3 separate regions of the Hordeum vulgare genome follow, and all the other regions are linked to region 2. A link is a contact called in public Hi-C data. All regions are on one chromosome and are shown on one strand. Each heading gives the region's core, a stretch centred on a gene start, on an enhancer-like site or on the middle of the called end of the contact. The rest is flanking DNA. Distances are from core to core; before and after follow the strand shown. Region 1 holds the start of LOC123405217 (urease accessory protein D). Region 2 holds the start of LOC123401578 (cytochrome P450 97B2, chloroplastic). Region 3 holds the start of LOC123402394 (probable LRR receptor-like serine/threonine-protein kinase At5g45780).

Region 1 (2,738 bases), core at 105-2,604, 520 kb after region 2:
TATGGGCCATGCTATGCATCGGCTGGCGGACTGTTTTAAAAAATCCGCCGGCTCGGAGGCCATTAGATCCAACTACGTACAGTATCTAGCACGGTCCTTATTCTTGCGAAAAGGGTTGTTGGAAAATACTTTGCAACAAAGCATATGCTGCAAAAACCTTTTTGCGAAATAGGTAATATTACAGATTTTTTTCTTTATTATTTTTGTAACATGGGTGTTATTGCAAAAAAACAATGCAACATAGATGATGTTACAGAAAATATTTACATTTTTCCGTCTTTATTGTTTTTGCAACATGAATGTTGTTGCATGAAGCAATTTGCAACACGCATGATGTTGCACAAAGAGACAGGTAAAGCGCACACTCGTCATACAAAGCAGACGACGGATCACTCGCGTGCGATCCGTGGGCTGAAGGCAAGTGTTTTCCTTTCTTTATTGGGGTTTCACTGTTTAAAAATTGTTTCATTTGGGTTTTCTTCTGTTTTCTCTATATTTCTTTTGGCTTTTAGTTTCTTTGGTTTCCCTTGTTTCTTTCTTATTTTTTGAATGGCATTCTTTGGGTTTTTATTTTTATTTAATACATGTCTACTTTTTAATACACATTATACCTTTATAATATACATAATGAACATTTTTATACACGTTTAATAGTTTTAAAATACATGGATCATATTTTTTAAATATTTATTTATGTCTATTTTTTCACTAAACATTGTCTGTTTTTCTTACACATTTGAAATATTATTCATATAGATGTTTAAATTTTTTAAAATACACGGTTAACCTTTTTCAAATCAGGTTTTCAACATCTTTTCAAATATGTGTCAAACATTTTTCCAATGCACGTTGAAACATTTTTCTCCATGATACAAAACACTTATTTTAAACTAGGCAAAGTTTTTGTGTACATTGTATAAACTGATTTTAAATGTTGCGGATATAAATGTGTGATATGTTTTTTAATATTAACCTACATTTTTATAATGGTACGATTTGTTCTTGAATTACCCTATTTTTTTACAGCGTATATCATTTTCTAAATATGCCATATTCATTATTTTTGAAATGCGTTGACATTTTCTAAATATCACAACATTTTTTATAATTCTATCAACATTTTTCTAAAATTATGCTAATAATTTTATTACACCACATTATCACTTTTTAAATTATGGTTTTACATATTTTTGAGTAAGTTTAAGGTTTTGAAATACATATACTCATAATGTTTAAAAAATATGGAAATTTGAATGAATGAAAAAACAGAGAAAAAATTATCCTGAAGGAAGCAATTTCGGCCGGTCCACTAGTAGCGAGGCCTGAGGAAACAACAGAGAAAAAATGCGAGTTTATGTGTTGCTACAAAGCCGCTGCCTCAACGGCCCAAACTTCGATTTTTTGGGTTGGCTCGTCTGACAGGGCCTCCGCCTGGGGAATGGAATTGGATGCGGTCGCCGACGGAAGGCCGGCGACGGCGTCCGAGGCGACGCCGACGCCGACGGGCGTGGTGCGGGTGGAGAAGGTGAGGGGAAGGTCGGCGGTCACCAGGTGCTTCGCCAAGTATCCGCTCAAGATCATCGTCCCCTCCAAGGTACCTACCTACCTCTGCCGCTCCCTCGCTCATAGAGGAGGTAGATTGGCTCGCTCGACGCTCAACTGACCTCGCCATGTGGCAGGTGGGCCCCGCCTCCTCTGGCGCCGTCTGGCTCTACATCCTCACCTACGGCGGCGGCATCGTCTCCGTGAGCCTTCTCTCCGATTCCGTTATCCTCTTCTCGGTAGACCAATTGGCACCTGCAGACAGGAAGGAAGCCACGTGCGGGCTCTTCCCTGAGAGTGCGTTCTGTTCATGCAGGGGGATAAGATCTCCTGCGCGGTGACAGTCGGTGACGGGTGCACAGCGGCGATGACGACTCAGGCCTCGACCAAGGTGATTTGTCAACTGAACTGAAGACTCGGTAGATTTGTCAGTGCAGTAGGCGATGACCAGCAATGCACTTCTTTGGCCCTGTTTGGAACCACCTAGATTATATAATTCATTTTTTATAATCTATTCTGTCTCCAAACAGGACAGCTTATGGTGTAGATTATAAAAACTAAATGGATAGATTATTAAAAACTCAGCTAAAATCAGATTATGGATTGTTAATGACCCATTATCCTTGTAAAGTTGGAGATAATTACATTCCTACCACCGCCACCCTCCTCTTTAAAAAAAACAGAGAACAGACATGTCATATTCAATGTAAAACTTGGATTACAGTTTATATAATCTGACCTCCAAACATGTCCACCTAGATTATTTTTATAAACCAGATTATATAATCTATCTTCATAATCCAGATTATCATAATCTATTATGGTTCCAAACAGGGCCTTAATATGCACTCCGTACAATTGTTCCACGCAAAAAGTATGTATAACTTCGTGAGGTTAAGTTATTTATCAATGTAGGATACTGGTTACTGATTTTTAGTGGTATAAACTGGTCACTGTTTGCTAAACATATTATCAAAAAAAATCTTGGTATGGTTAGTAGTTTGCGAAATCCTTCTGCTGAACAACTGACATACCTCTTTGGTCAATGTATAAATATGTGCAGTTGCCAATTTTAGACTTTAAAAGCCAATTCTCCAGCAAGTCACTGTTTGACTCCTAATCGTCAAGTATATGTGTAGGTTTACAAGGCTGTAGGTTCAAAATGTTCTGAGCAGGTACTAGAGGTAATGTTTCTT
Region 2 (2,704 bases), core at 132-2,631:
TCGTGGTGGAGGGGTGTGCCTCCACCGCTACCGATCTGGATCGGGATCTGGCAACCGATCTGGATCAAGGGAGCTGCACACGACGCGGGCAACAGTCAGGTCGGCGCCCCTGCTGTGCGGCGGCTGGAGTCTCCATGCCCGGCGGTGTGGCGACTGCATGCACATGGATGGCTTCATTAGCCGTGGATCCGGCGTCCTGTCCAGATCCGTCTCGGCTTGGCCTTGGCCGACCGGTGGCGCGAGGAGGACCAGTGAGGGGCGGTTGGAGGCTCCCTGCGAGCATGCCGACAGCGGCACTCGACTCCGCGGTGAGGCTCCGTTCGGTTCCACCCAACTGCGAGTTCGGGGTGACATGACTTCCGATGAAAATCGCGCCGACTTCGGTCATGGCGGACAATGGTGCCTCTAGGACGTCGTTGTCTTGTCGAGGCGTCGTTGTTGCAAGTCGTGGTACCACACTCGGATGATCCTCCGGGGGAAACCCTAGATCTGGATTTACCAGATCAGACGATTGTGGAACCTTCAATGCCGTTGACCCTCCTCGGGCATCGTTTTGGAGCAAATGCTAGTTGGACGGGACAAGCAAAGGAGCGGTGTCGCATTCACCGCGAGGCCGACAACGGATCCCGGTGGCATGGCGCTGCGGAGGTTCGGTGACGGGCGCGTGTGGACGGATATGTGTAGGATGGTGGAGTTGTTCGGCGTCATGGTGACGTCGATGATGGGCCAGGCAAGGTCGATGCGTGAGTTCCTGTTGTGGGGATGGACCGGCGGAAGATGGAGGTGGCAGCCTCTGAGAGTGCGCCAGACTGGATGGACCGAGTCCCAGTGTGTGGTTGGGCTCGGGCATCCGGATGTCAGGTTTTGGTGCGATATCCGTTTGGTATTTAGCCCGGATATTCGGCACGCCTTCATCAGGGAAATAGGAGTAGCAACAAGTGTTGTCTAGATGGTAACTTCATGCTGACTGATGTATTACTTTGTATGGTCTTTGTGAATGATGATTAATAAAATAACTGCATGCACCGTCCAGATGCAGAGGTCGGGGTTTATTTTTTTCTAAAAAATAAAAAAAAGTGACACATGCTATTATTGATAATTGAAATCATCTACAGCATGTGAATACATTTGAAGTCAGCGTCGTTCGCACGTGGATGAATGATAACGATGACACCGATGAATGGCAACCTCAATGGTGGTTTTTCTTCTCGACAACATGTGTGGGTAGCTCACGTGGACATGTGTGACCTGATTTTGCGGGTTTGTGACGGTTTTCATATGAATAGCTTCTGTTTCGAGAAAAAAAAAATGTTTCCGCGAGGAGGAATTCCTTGTGGGCTGTGGCTGTAGTGGAGCACCCACACTGACTGATCCGTGCGGTGTCGTGCCACCTCTGGCGCTGCAATCCAATAAACGCCGGCCATACCATGTTCCGTGGTCGGCGGGCAACCGGCGCTCCTCCGACCGACCGGACGCCACCGTCCTCCGATCCGACGGACGCCGCGTGATCTCTAACCAGCGCCGCGGACGCCGATCTCACATGGCGCGCACACACCAGTAGTCTAGCTACGCTACCGGACGAGGCACCTTATCTATCGTCTGACTCCACTACCGGGTTCTACGCTAGCGCCCGTAGAACCTTTTCCCACTCCAGCGCCATGGCCATGAGCGCGGCCGCCACCGCCGCCACGCTCCTCCCGAGGTCCAGCACCGGCACGCACCGCGTCGCCTCCTCCTACCCCTCCTCGTCGGCAGCTCACGGGAGGAGCCGCCTCCTCCCCGTCAGGTACGGAAGCCATCCCCAGCCTCACGCTCCGCAGCTCTCCACTTAGTCGGTCGTGTGTCCTGCCCACCAGGCGTTCGATCGATTGCCCCTGCACCGTGTGCCCTGTCAAGCCCCGTCAAATTATAGCTACTTGTTTGAAGTGACTGCCAATTTAACTTTGTGGCTGCCCACGATGAGTAGGCAGCTTAACTCTACTCATTCATCCTTCTTTACTTAGTACAGTGCATTAATTGATAATGCTTGGTGGTCTATCAGCTCTCTGTTGGTCGACCCATTAATTGATGATAAGATAATACTAGTGATGGTGGTTTCCTTTGTGTGAAACGTAATAGTGCCAGCGCCTGTCAAATTACCGGGTTTGGTTTTTGCAGAGTACAATCTGTGCCTAGCCCTTACTGTTGGTGTTTATACAGATGTCAATCGCCCGGTGTCGACAAAACCACCAAGCCTAAGAGGAACTTGTTCGACAATGCCAGCAACCTTCTCACCAATTTGCTCGCTGGCGGCAACCTCAAGAATATGCCGGTTGCCGAAGGTGCTGTCACTGATCTGTTCGACCGGCCCCTTTTCTATTCGCTCTATGATTGGTTCCTCGAGGTGCTTATCCCGATCTGTCTCGTGTTGCTTACTGTTTTTATTGCAGTGCTTGGTTCTGCTTACTGGAAGCATGTATTAGTTGTACTCTGCGATAGTAGATACATGTGACATGTGTACATGATATTTGAGTGAATACTTACATGATATAATTCCACGAATTTGCTACTCTTGACCAGATGATCACCTGCATGATAAGGTATTAAGGTTGCCATTTTCTAACTTCATGTCAAACCATATTTATTTGAATCATGTTCAAGTCTCCTTATATGCAATGTACATCGCTAATCATACCCTCAGAAAACCTTCTATTCGTTGACGTCT
Region 3 (3,175 bases), core at 425-2,924, 540 kb before region 2:
CTGCAAATTAACCATGCATCAGTATTGCACTAAGTGTCGGTCATAGAGTAGTTTCGTTTTGAGGTGAACAAGTTATGGTGCCCTGCAATTAACTATGTGACTTAATTTTCTGCGCATTGAAACTGAACTTGATATGATGTTACAGATCCTACACTTCATGTGTACCGGTGCTTGCCTAGCAAAACACTTGTAGATGGTTTGGACGATGTGCAAACTCCAGAAGCATGTGCTGCAATGGTTTGTGCAATAATTGAGATGCGGGCCCTTTTCGATGTGGCAGCCGACATGTCACAGGCGGAGCTGTTTTATAGTCAACTGTTACAACAATCGAGTTCGTGTATGAGTTTTATGGGATTTTCAAATTTGTGTATGAATTAGTTAATTTCAAGCAAGTTGTTTTATCGCGGGTGTAATTAAGGTAGTATAAGAGCAGGTATAATAAAATACAGTTAGATGAGAGAGAAGAGGAGAGAGAAGACTGTAAGGATTAAAACATTATATTTTTGTTGAGTTGGATGAGAGAGAAGAGGAGAGAGAAGGGAAGCGAACTACAGATTAACAGTCGGCTGTAGCAGAGGCTCCAAGAAACATTGTGAGGATGTAAGGTGGGTCATGTATTTATAAAGTAGTACTCCCTCCGTTTCTAAATATAGGTCTTTTTAGAGATTTCACTAGGAGACTATATATAGAGCAAAATGAGTGAATATACACTCTAAAGTATGTCTATATACATCCGTATGTAGTCTTTTAGTGAACCTCTAAAAAGACTTATATTTAGGAACGAAGGGAGTACTTCTTAACAATTTGTTACTATACGTGTTAACTATTAGATCGATTATACTCTCTCCATGACAGTATATTGGACGTATCTCACAGGGCTCTGGGACCAAGATGTTTTTCTATTGGTAGGAAAAACCGAGCCGACGAGCTGTAGAAACGCCTAATTAATCGTAAAACTGACGCATTAGCAACCTCCGTCCACTAAACGAACGACTTCCTCGCATGCATTGGTGAAGACGGTTTCCAAAACATCCTAATTAATAGGCTAATTAATGTCATGCGCCTTATTTTCTTCTAATTATGAAAAATTATCGTTTTTGGGATATGTCCAATATACCATGATGAAGGGAGTATATGACATGGCAACTCCTTAGGCTGGCCATAGTGGAGGTATCATAGCTAGTAACATAGTCTTGGAACTAGTAAACATGGTGATGTGGCAAGTAATTAAAGAAGAGAGAGAGGGTTATAGTAACATAGGTAGATACCGTACCATGTTAAATGCTATGCTACTATGTGTCATGCATGTCAATAAATGAGATCATCTATGATACTAATTTATGATACTATGCACTATGAAGGTACTATCATACAATAGTAACATATGCATGATACTACCATATGTTACTCCCCACTATGAACAGCCTTATAGCCGACCGTTGGCTATACTATTAACCATACTCTAAGAGGTCATATACCTTAAATTAAATTACATGGCTCCTGTAAGAAAAACCAACCAAACAGAACGGAAACAAAACACTGGGCACAAATTCCGGAGCCTCGAGAGCCACCCGTCTGGTCCTCCACTCCATTCCACGGGCTCAGCAATTAAGGCCCAGTTAGCCTCTCCCTTTCTTAATTTAAGATTCCCATTTTTCAGACCAACTCGCATTAATTAAGATTTAAGGCGAGCCTAATTCTACTCCTCAGCGCACGCACTGCGCTCGATAACAGCAGCACCCATGGCCACGGAGCCCGTGCAGAGACGCTCTCAGTCACGCCCCCACTTTCCATGGCGAGACTAACCTTCGCCGCCGGAGCTGGCGCCGTGGTGGTGGTGGCTACCGCGTGGCTCCTCGCCGCTTGTAGTGTAGCGGCCGGGGACCCGCCGCTCTCACCCAAAGGTCTCAACTATGAAGGTATGTGCGCCGCTTGCGGCTGGCGTTGGGCGGGGGTGGCTGGGCTAGGGACGAGGCTAGGGTTTGGGGATTTGGTACTACGTGGAGGATGTTCTCGTGTTAATTGCGCTCGGTGCGCTTTGCGCGGTGTTTCAGTGGCGGCGCTGATGGCGGTGAAGAGCCGGATGCGGGACGAGAAGGGGGTGATGGCCGGGTGGGACATCAACTCCGTTGACCCCTGCACCTGGTCAATGGTCGCCTGCTCCCCCGACGGATTCGTCGTCTCGCTGTGAGATCTCGCTCCCTGATTTGTTGTCTTGCTGTTGGACTGCGCCTGCGCGGATGCTCCTTCTGCCCGTTGTTGTTTTGCTGTTGGTGATGCCGTGCTGTTTTGTTTGGATGTTGGAGTGCAGGCAGATGGCTAACAACGGATTGTCAGGGGCTCTGTCGCCGAGTATCGGGAACCTCAGTTACCTGCAGACAATGTAAGGCCTTGGAAACGAACTCACCTATCCAATCACAGTTCCTGTTTCCTTAGTTCCTTTGACACGGTGTGTCTTGCAACACCGTTCAAGTTTGAAGCTTCCGAGCTTAATCGCTTCAAAATGAGGAGGTTCGTACTTGTGTGTCTAGCCGTTGGAAAATATGAAGCACAACTGCTGTTTAGGTTCAAACAATATTACTGTTTAGGCTATTCCGTCGGTGACTCATTAGTATCAGGATAGTTAGCGAGCTGAAGGTGGGGAACTATACAATATAAGTCTTGCCTTAATAGTTGAATTTATGAAAATCCCAAGCAGGGTCCGTGTGTGCAAACTCTCAAGGCCAGGACAAGAACTGGTGAATAGAATAATGCTGAGAGATCACAGGCGGTACAAGCCCCCCTGAACAAAATTTGTTTTCTTTTTTGGCAAGAATGAATGCTATTGGGCGTACCCTATTCTTTCAGAACTCAACACGGCCAAATCAAGCTTACTTTGTATGATTGACAGCGCAGTCCAGCTAGACTTTCTACTCCTTATTGTACCCATCATACTGTGTCCACCCTACTTAGAACACGTATGTATGCATAATATTTGTTATTACTTGTGCTCCCTCAGTCATGGGATTGTATTCTTTGTACTGTTTGTAGATCTTGTTCCATTGACTCCCATCTGTCCTAACGAAAACGAAATTTACTACCAATGCTTTGTTGCTCAACTTTTTTCTCTGTTGCCCCCCTTCAGGTTACTACAGAATAACAGAATATCTGGTGAAATTCCTCCAGAGACAGGGAA

Evidence for each region. Hi-C and Micro-C count contacts between places; a contact is called where the count stands out from the background.
Region 1: a Hi-C map of leaf shows a contact between it and region 2, with 7 times the contacts expected there. The contact joins the promoter of LOC123405217 here to the promoter of LOC123401578 in region 2. A contact is called at or near these places in 4 of 6 Hi-C or Micro-C datasets (leaf and seedling).
Region 3: a Hi-C map of leaf shows a contact between it and region 2, with 7 times the contacts expected there. The contact joins the promoter of LOC123402394 here to the promoter of LOC123401578 in region 2. A contact is called at or near these places in 2 of 6 Hi-C or Micro-C datasets (leaf and seedling).

Annotation. Positions count from the first base shown.
Region 1 is chr6H:132,388,367-132,391,104 of MorexV3_pseudomolecules_assembly, forward strand. LOC123405217 (urease accessory protein D) reads left to right here and starts at 1,355. Exons shown (of 8, transcript XM_045098993.1): 1 at 1,355-1,594; 2 at 1,680-1,745; 3 at 1,859-1,933; 4 at 2,682-2,726. The coding sequence starts at 1,355.
Region 2 is chr6H:131,867,629-131,870,332 of MorexV3_pseudomolecules_assembly, forward strand. LOC123401578 (cytochrome P450 97B2, chloroplastic) reads left to right here and starts at 1,382. Exons shown (of 14, transcript XM_045095405.1): 1 at 1,382-1,786; 2 at 2,200-2,383. The coding sequence starts at 1,659.
Region 3 is chr6H:131,329,312-131,332,486 of MorexV3_pseudomolecules_assembly, forward strand. It overlaps LOC123402394 (probable LRR receptor-like serine/threonine-protein kinase At5g45780), which reads left to right and starts at 1,675. Exons shown (of 11, transcript XM_045096308.1): 1 at 1,675-1,919; 2 at 2,055-2,187; 3 at 2,312-2,383; 4 at 3,125-3,175. The coding sequence starts at 1,793.